Linked DNA regions of Sus scrofa: regions 2 and 3 are each linked to region 1. The links are chromatin contacts, called in public HiChIP or PLAC-seq maps. All regions are on one chromosome and are shown on one strand. Each heading gives the region's core, a stretch centred on a gene start, on an enhancer-like site or on the middle of the called end of the contact. The rest is flanking DNA. Distances are from core to core; before and after follow the strand shown. Region 1 holds the start of APEH (acylaminoacyl-peptide hydrolase). Region 2 overlaps DAG1 (dystroglycan). Region 3 holds the start of BSN (protein bassoon).

Region 1 (2,807 bases), core at 120-2,619:
TCCAGCAGAGCTTTATCTGTGGATCTGAGCCCCCAGCTGCCTACCACCCGGTCCCACACAGACTTACCTCCAAAAACTGCTTCTCCTCCGCAGTGCCCGTGCCTCCAGCCTTGCGCAGCACGGCTTTCATGGTGCCTGAAGGAGACTCTCTGCTCAGCAGCCTGAGGAGGACACAGGATAACGCATCAGGACTACCTCCCACCCAGTGATAGCCCATCCTATCCCCTTACTGGCTGTAACCTCTTAGACAAGATTCTTGAGGCTGTGGCCCACATGCGTCCCTGCAGCCCTTCTAGTCCTACCATGGCAGATGCCTTGCCTCCCCTCCCTGGAGCAGGGGCTCCGGTCCTGGCCCGTCAGAAGCAAGTCTCCAGTGCTTATGACCATGTCTCTAGAGCTCCTAGTGGCAAAAAACAAGCTCCTGGCTTCCTTTCTGGGCCCTCCCCACACCAAGGCACACGGTGGGTATTCATAAAAGGCTTGCAGATGGCTGTGGCCTTGCCCACAAGCTTCCTTCCTCAAACTTACTCCCCCCGGGTCTCCACACTGTTGCCTGCAGGCCCTGCAAACACCACTGAGTCCCCATCATGGAACACCAGGTACTGGCGGCAGAATCGGATGTTCTCCATGCGTTCCAGGTCCCTCTGGGTCCACTCTGCGAGGAGAGGCATGAGACTGCTCAATTTGGCCAGTCCCAGCACAGGCTCCCCTACCCCGCCCAGAGGAAGGTCCAGCCCACCTCCCCAATCTGACTCCAGATATTCTGGGGGCAGGATGGGCAACACTTGGCTACAACTCAAGTTTAGGTCACCGGAGCCTGAGCTGACATCTTGGAGAGAAACCACTACCGCTCCTGGCATCCGCCCTAGGACCTTGAGGGGGGGTACAGTATGGGATGATGGGGGTGGGTGACCCCTACAAGACCCACACTCTGCACTCATGGGCAACATTCCAGAACACCCCCTATACACCTGTGTGCACGGCTGGGGGATGCACCCTTCCACACCCACACCCTCCAAGCCCGGTCTTCCACAAACTCGTGAGCACTGTCAGGCAGCGAGCCCTGCACATCCCCCTCCTCTCCACCCGAGTGCACGGCCCCGGAATAGGCCCGCCACCGATTCCCCGCCATACACACACCAGTGTGCACAGTCCGGTAGCGACCCCCGTACTGCGTGGTGACCTCTGGGCCCAGGCAGGCGGCGCTCAGCGCGGGCTGGCGGCTAAGGCCCCGGTACAGCGCCGCCGCCTCTTCGGGCTCGCTCAGCAGCACCTGCGCAGGGGACACAGCAGGGTCAGGCACAGCCCGGGTTGCAAAGACCACAGGAACCGCGGGCCGATCCCTCACCTGCCGCTCCATGGTTGCTCTGGGGCGCCGGGGCTAGGCAGTCAGTGCTGGCGCCCGGAAGTGAGCTCAGGGGGCGGAGCCCGCAGCGGCCCAGCCCTGCCACCCGGACCTTGCCTTGAGAGGGGCGGAACCTTCTACGAATGGGCCGGAACCGTTACCCGAGGGGCGGGGCCTAGATGGTAAGGAGGTGGGGCCTGTGGGGCAGAAGTGGGAACCGCGGCTGCAGGAGTCCTGGATGGGAGGGGCGGGAACCTTGGGGAAAGGAGCGGTCCTTTCCCGGCAGGCCAGGCTGGTGAGAGGCGGGCTGTGTGGGCCAAGCCCCGGCCAGTTACTTGGTGAGGAGAGGGGATGGTGCTGTGGAAACGGAATAAAGGCGCATATCTTTGGGGAGGGGCGAGGTCTGTGAGGAAAGACAGGGCCCAAGGGAGGTGGGGGGTGAGGCCTGACGGGGGTGAGCCCTAAGCATTCGGGGGGCGGGGACTGAGAGGGCGGCGGAGGACCGAAGGCTCTGCAGAGAGGCGGTGCGGCCGGGCGGGGCTGAGCCTAGCCCGGGTGAAGTCCAGAAAAGGAGAGGTGAGGAATGGGGCCTGAGCTGAAGCCAGATCGAAGCTATCTCCAGCAGGGATCTCCCGCAGCCAGGAACTGACTGTTGGGTCCTCCTGGTCCATTAGAAGGCAGACATTCACCAGGAGGTGCCAGGCCCTGCTCTGGAGGGGCTCCCAGGCCAATGAGAAAGGACAGAGGTGCGCTCCTGACATAGCTCGCAGAGTTCTAGGGTGTTGGGCAACGAAAGGCGGGTGCCAAATTCGCAGGGTGTTGCCTGGTTTTATCAGCCACCGCGCCTACCTCTTAAGCTATCTGCTCCTGCAGCCCTCACCCACCCGCTCAGTGGCACTTTGCTGGGGATCATGAACTGGTGGGCCTCTGTCTGCCTTCCCAGGCCTCAGGCCAAGCTCTTGAGTGCAAAGGGCCTGGTGGGGTCAGGCTCCACCCAGAACCAGAGCACTTCCTGTGGAAAGAAAAACCTGGACAGGCAGGTTCCCTCAGGACAGCAGTACTGGGCTGGGCTTATGATGGCTCAAGAGGGCAGGAGAGGCTGGCCAGCTGTCAGGCCAGCAGCGATGTCCCCTCTTCCATATACCTTGCACCTGGATGGTCTTCCACACCTCAGGGGCCTGGCTCCCTGCGCCCTGCTTTGCTTTTGACTGAGATTGGCCTGCAGCTTCCCCTTCCCCATCAACCACGTCGGGCTAGTTAAGTAAAAACAGTTTCCACTTTCTGGGGCCACCTGCATTTGTGAGCATCCAGTGTGTGCAGGACTGTTAAGGCCAGAACTGGGAGCAGATAGAGTTGCCCCAGCCACCAACCTGGGTGGAAAGTTGGAAATTAGGATGTTCATTACAGTTGTTGTTTATAACAGGAAAACTGGGAACACGGTGCCTGTCCTTGAGAACATGTG
Region 2 (2,807 bases), core at 148-2,647, 120 kb after region 1:
GCTGCAGTTGCGGTCCCCAAAGGCGAAGGCCAGCTTCTTCACCAGAGCAATCTTCTTGTGGATGTCATTCACTACTGGTGCTGGGTCACCCACAAACTTGGCTGTGAATCGTGCAGGAGCTCTGTCCCCTTGAGGGCGCCTGTGGACATGGATCTCGAAGGCATCCACAGCTGACAGGCCCCCCTTGTCTGTGGCATGCATAAAATACTCGTGCTTGCCCACGTGGCTGCTGTCGGGGAGGCCATACATGAGCTGGCTATTGCTGTTGAACTGTACCCAAGACTTCTCACCTACCAACTGCTGCTCCCGAAGCTTCAAGGTCAGCTTCAGCTTATCAGTGGTGGTGTCCTCATTGTCATAGAAAGTGTCTGACGGGATCTTCACCTCAAAGTAGGTGCCAACCCAGGCATCTACCCTATCAATGTGGTTCTTAAGCTCTGGGCGCTGGTTGGGCTCTCCACGGGGCAGCCCACTGGTAGTGGTGCGGATGCGAGTAGGCGGGGAGGCGGTTTCCAATCTGGTGATGGGTGCTTTGGTGGTGACCCGAGGCACCGGTCGGGGTGTCCGCGGCTTCTTGGTCGGCCTTCGAGTTGTGGTGGTTGAAGAGTCAGTAGAAGGTGTGGCTGGTTTGGGTGTGGATACTCGTGGTTTCTTGGTGGTAGGTGTAGGAGGGGTAGCAACCGCCGTGGGCTCCAAGTAGCCAGGAATGGTCATTGTTGGGCGGATATGGCCAGGGACTGTGGTGCCTGCTTCTGACACCCGAGTGGGCTGAATGGGGCCGAGAGTTGGGGTCTGAAAAATGGCACCTCGAGTCCGAATGGTGACTGTGGGCTTCCCAGGAACAGGATCCCTAACTGGGGGAGCCATGGTCTCAGTTGGAGGAGCAATGGCTGGAGATGTGGGGGTGGGAACAATCCTGGAAGGTGGCTCCTGGATGGCTGTGGTTGGGGGCCCAATGGCAGTGACAGGTGTGGGTGTGGCATGGATCTGCCTCCGGATGCGTTTTGGGAGAGGGGGCTTCTTGTTGGCAATGTGCCAACCCACCACAGGGTAGCCAAGCTGGGCAGACATAGCACCCTCCCTGGCAGGGACCTCCACACCATGAATGTCAGGCACACTATTCTGGTTCAGGGAGCAGCCTAGCTTCCAGGAGAGCAGGGCCCCATTCTCTATCACTTTTTTCGCATTTCCCGGGCCAGCCATGAAGGCTGACATGTCAAAGAGTCTGTTGTTCACCACTGGCACTAACTTCATATTGTGAAGCTCCACTTCTGAGAAGCTCTGCATTCTCTGCAGAAGGTCGAGCCTTTGCTTTGGGATCATCTTGGTGAGGTCAGCATCCAGAATTACTGTCAGGACAGTCACAGGCTCATCAGCAGCACAGACAGATGACACCACCTCGCCCGGATCTGGTGACGCTGCTCGCACAGACTGTGGCTCACTGTGGTCTTCAGGGTAGACCTCGATAGAGAACACACTTGAAGTCTGGGGGACGTGGCTCCCGTTGGCTCCCAGCCGTGCAGCACTCACCGAAATGTAATGCACACCCTTATCAGTGTCAAGAGGGAGACCCTCCAGGGTGTGGCTCTGGGGGTCCCAGTGCAGCCAGGATGGTAAGGCTTCCTTCCCTGCTGCTGACACCTGTAAGAGATGTTAACGTGAATTAAGTGCTACTATCACTGCATAACCTGAAAAGATTCACAACAGTTAACCACTAGCCTAGCCTGAACTGTGTGACAGGCCTGGAGCACACTCCAGAATTCCTGTTGAAGGAACCAAGCCCTCTGTCCTGAAATTCATTTGCCTGTCATAAAAGACTGGGGGTGCCAGGGCTAGCATGGAAGGCAAATGATTCACTCAAGCACACAGTGGGGAGACAGCAGTGCTGGCACTCAAACACAAGCCTCACCCCAGAGAACTGATGCCATGGAGCTCAAGAATGTTACTGGCTTTTACACCAATGACAGGCCCTGCCACCCACTCATCCACTCTGCCTGCAGAATCAAGCTCAAGTGCCTCATCCCTCAGCACCCCCTTCCGACCTCGCCTCAGACTTCTCCCCTGCCCTCCGCAGACACCACAACTTTGCTTATTAAGTCACATGCCTGGCCTAGAGTGTCTTCCCTGCCCAGAAGTGGAAATACACACAGGTCTGGGTGCACAGACAATTCAATGCTCCCAAATGACTCATTTTATAACCACCCCGTTACATTCAAGTTTAGTGGGGCACTTTTGGTTAGCTGTATCTAATGTCTTAATTAATCCTGCTTTTCAAACCTCAAGAAAAACTGCAATGCCCAGAGTAGAGGAATGGAAACATTTATTCTAAGAAGACTGTTTATCAAAGGCATTACAAGAAGCTCCAGTATCTCTGAAAGAGAATTCTGTAGGCAACTAAGCCTGGGAAACTGACAGAGCTCACCTCTTCCCTCAGAAAGCCGATGCACAGAGGCAGGCCTTGGGAGCTCATCCCCTTTTCCACCCAATAGCACCCTGCAGACTTATTTCAGGGTGGAAGTCCTTTTCCACAGCGGCATGACTGGTAATATATAAAGCTTCTAAGGGAATGCAGCCATAAAAACTTCCACCATCAGCTGACAACAGGGAAACAAGACTTGTCTCTTGCTCAGGCCCCATCTATGACTACTCTCACTTTCAGGAAACACCCATTCCTGCGCCCAAAGCAAGAAAGGTGGGGACCCTAGTCTGCCTGAAGGCACTCTCAGCTCCACTGTCCTGTCCATCAAGTCCAGAGACACTGGTCAATAGAGGGCATGTCTTACTGCCAGCCCCAGCCCAGGAACTAT
Region 3 (2,807 bases), core at 167-2,666, 99 kb after region 1:
GTCTAAGAAATGACTTCTGAGGAAATAAACCCGTAAGAGGCACAGCTGGGCAGCTGAAGAATAAAAAATTATGCTCCCTCACAGTTTATGTGCCCCCACATAGAAAAGCCAAGGCAACATTATCAGCAGACTCATATGGACTCAGAAGCACCCCTGGGTTTTGCTACTTCCCAGCTCTATTTGGTGTAAAGACAGTGCTTCCATTTTATCTTGTCTCTTGGTAGCTTTCCTGAGTGTTCAGTCTACTAATTTATTATAGATTGCCATTTTCTTCCTCTGCATTTCCTTTCCACTTGATTGTTTATACAACCTCAACTGGCATACATTTTAAACAAGCTGGTTTTAGAGTATTTGATCAGATATGTCTGTTTAAAGCATTCCACTGATTTGAGTGGTAACCTAAGTCATAAGACAACATGAACATACTCGGTTCTAGATGATTCAACAGCATTTTTGCTTCACCCCAAAGTGTTTCACTAAACCATGATGAAAGCACATGACCCTGTTACTATTGTTGAGCCTAAATAAGTACCTTGTGGTGTCCAGTACCACTTTCCCTTCCTCCAAAGATGATTTTGACTACTAAATGCCTGAGGAAAGCGTATGACCAAGTTCATGGTTCAACTATTTCCATATCTTTCTGCTCCTCGCAGTGACACTTATCTTCCCTGACAGCCACTCCCATTGTGCTCTTTCCTTGGCCCAACACAATGGACAAATGCAGACACAAGCAGACAGGGAAGACGTTTTCCATCCCACTGCTTCCCAGTGCAGAAGAACCAGGCTGAGGTTACATAAGCCCCTCCTTAGCCTGGCACTGGGGGAAAGCGAATTTGGGGTTCGTGACGGAGTCACGGTCTGCAGGCCCAGACTGACCCTGCGCTCACCATCCTGCTTTACTAAGGCAGGACGGCTGTAATGGAAGGGATGCTTCTCGCGACTGACCACTCGGCTCACGTCAGTCCGACTGGGCTCAAAGTGTAGCTGGACGTCCGATCTCGCTGTCCAGACTAGACTGCAGGGTCGTGGGCCCCAGCTTCGGCCTCAGGCTGCAGTTCCCGCCCCCGGGCGCCTTGCCCTGCGCTTACCTGCCCGGGCCAGGGCCGGGGCCGGGGCCGGGGCCGGGGCCTGGACCCGGTGGTCCGGCGGTAGCCCGTGCCCCGCCTGCTGCCAAGAGCTGTCCGCCGCCAGCCGGTGCTGAAGGCGGCTTCCCTACCCCGGGGCCCGGGCCGGGGCCGGGGCCGGAGCCTCCGGGCGGCAGCGGCCCTTCGCCAACGCCGCCCTCCAGGCTGGCCTCGTTGCCCATGGCGGGCAGACGGGCGGGGCCGAGGTCGCACTGGGCCCGGGCCGGCGGCTCCCGGGCAGCTGCTCACACGCTCCGCGCCGCCGCCGCCGCCGCCGCCATCTCCCAGCTCGGCTCGCGCCGCCGCCTGCCGCTGCGCATGCGCGGCCCTCGTGCCTCTTCCCTGTACACACCCCCACCCCACGCACGCGCGCGCTCCCTCCTGCTGGTGAGGACGCGTGTCCAAGAGCCCCCGGCGGAGTGGCGGGGAAACAGCCGCCTTGGCCCGCGCATGCGCCTTCCGGGGCCGCCAAAGCCGGCGTTCGCTATCCGGGGCCCAGCAAGTGTCGGCAGGAGCATCCGATCAAACCAGGATTGGAGAGACACAGACCACGAGAAAGGGCTGTGAGGGCGACCCGCCGTACCCTGCCCTGGAGTCAGTGACGCTTACTGCCTCAGAGAACTCAGGAATGGGAGCTCTCATTTGGGTAACTTCAGGGTCCCAACTGGCAGACTTCGTGGGAACAGGCCTCAGAGAGGGGTCACTGAGTGTAGCATCAAAGGATGTTTAGGAGTTGGAGAAATAAATGAACAAGTGTGTTCAGAGGCGCATTGTCATGGAAGGACTGAGATAAAGGATGCTGGGTGATGGGACTGGTTATGAGGGTCTCAAAGGGATTGAAGACTTTATCCAGATGTCGCCATGGGAACCATCTGGGTTTCATGCTGAGCCCTTGTCCCAGGGGAAGGAGTTTCAGGAAGTGTCCCTGGGAAAGGTGGAGGGTGTGTCAGGGCTGGCCTGAAGCCAGATGGAAGGTTGCCTCAGCAGGCCCTGGGACAGTGACCTTGAGGATGAGGAAAAGGAGTTGATGTTTCTTAGAGTCCTTGGGCTGTGGTTCCCAGGGACTGTCTAGACGAGGGGCTGCAGGCTGCCTCTGCATTAACCTGAGAGCTCACCAAATTATTTTTCCATTACCTCAGTTTACAGACTTCGGTGTCTGCATACTACTCTGCCTCCTGGCTTCTTACACAAACCTGTACTTTCCTGAGAGAGAATACTTCTTAGAAGATCCAGACTATACTCCAAACTTCCTGGCTTCATAAATCATGGCTGTGTACGAGTTCCTGTCATGGCACAGCAGAAACGAATCCGACTAGGAACCATGAGGTTGCGGGTTCAATCCTGGCCTCGCTCAGTAGGTTAAGGATCTGGTGTTGCCATAAGCTGTATTGTAGGTCGCAGATGTGGTTCAGCTGTGGCATAGGCCGGAGGCAACAGCTCCAATTAGATCCCTAGCCTGGGAACCTCCATATGCCACGGGTGCATCCCTATAAGGACAATCAATCAATCAATCAATCATGGCTGTGAAGAAGAACTTGAGTAAACTTGGACCTATTTTACAAACCCATTTAATTCTGCTAATGATGAAGAATAAATCAAATGTGATGTCAGCATTTCTAACCTGACCTGGAATAACTCAGAAAACCCAATGAACACTGATAACCAGGCTGATGGACAGACTTT

Evidence for each region. HiChIP or PLAC-seq counts read pairs in DNA pulled down with a chosen protein or histone mark.
Region 2: an H3K27ac HiChIP or PLAC-seq map of skeletal muscle shows a contact between it and region 1. The contact joins the enhancer-like site here to the promoter of APEH in region 1. A contact is called at or near these places in 3 of 5 promoter capture datasets (fetal liver, liver and skeletal muscle), 26 of 47 Hi-C or Micro-C datasets (adipocytes, blood, brain and 16 more) and 2 of 2 datasets of contacts at active chromatin or transcription factors (alveolar macrophages and skeletal muscle).
Region 3: an H3K27ac HiChIP or PLAC-seq map of skeletal muscle shows a contact between it and region 1. The contact joins the promoter of BSN here to the promoter of APEH in region 1. A contact is called at or near these places in 5 of 5 promoter capture datasets (fetal liver, fetal skeletal muscle, liver and 1 more), 27 of 47 Hi-C or Micro-C datasets (adipocytes, blood, brain and 16 more) and 2 of 2 datasets of contacts at active chromatin or transcription factors (alveolar macrophages and skeletal muscle).

What each region holds. Positions count from the first base shown.
Region 1 is chr13:32,204,429-32,207,235 of Sscrofa11.1, reverse strand. APEH (acylaminoacyl-peptide hydrolase) reads right to left here and starts at 1,369. Exons shown (of 22, transcript NM_213923.1): 1 at 1,349-1,369; 2 at 1,141-1,273; 3 at 529-655; 4 at 68-161. The coding sequence starts at 1,360.
Region 2 is chr13:32,086,486-32,089,292 of Sscrofa11.1, reverse strand. DAG1 (dystroglycan) reads right to left here. Exons shown (of 3, transcript XM_021068744.1): 3 at 1-1,641. Among named protein-coding and RNA genes, the nearest start is that of BSN, 19 kb to the left of the region's middle. Within about 2 kb of position 1,397, at least 2 of the 83 cell types and tissues checked have an H3K27ac peak or open chromatin away from gene starts, as enhancers often do. A contact at or near this core is called in skeletal muscle, where this site is marked.
Region 3 is chr13:32,105,576-32,108,382 of Sscrofa11.1, reverse strand. BSN (protein bassoon) reads right to left here and starts at 1,416. Exons shown (of 12, transcript XM_021068762.1): 1 at 1,089-1,416. The coding sequence starts at 1,306.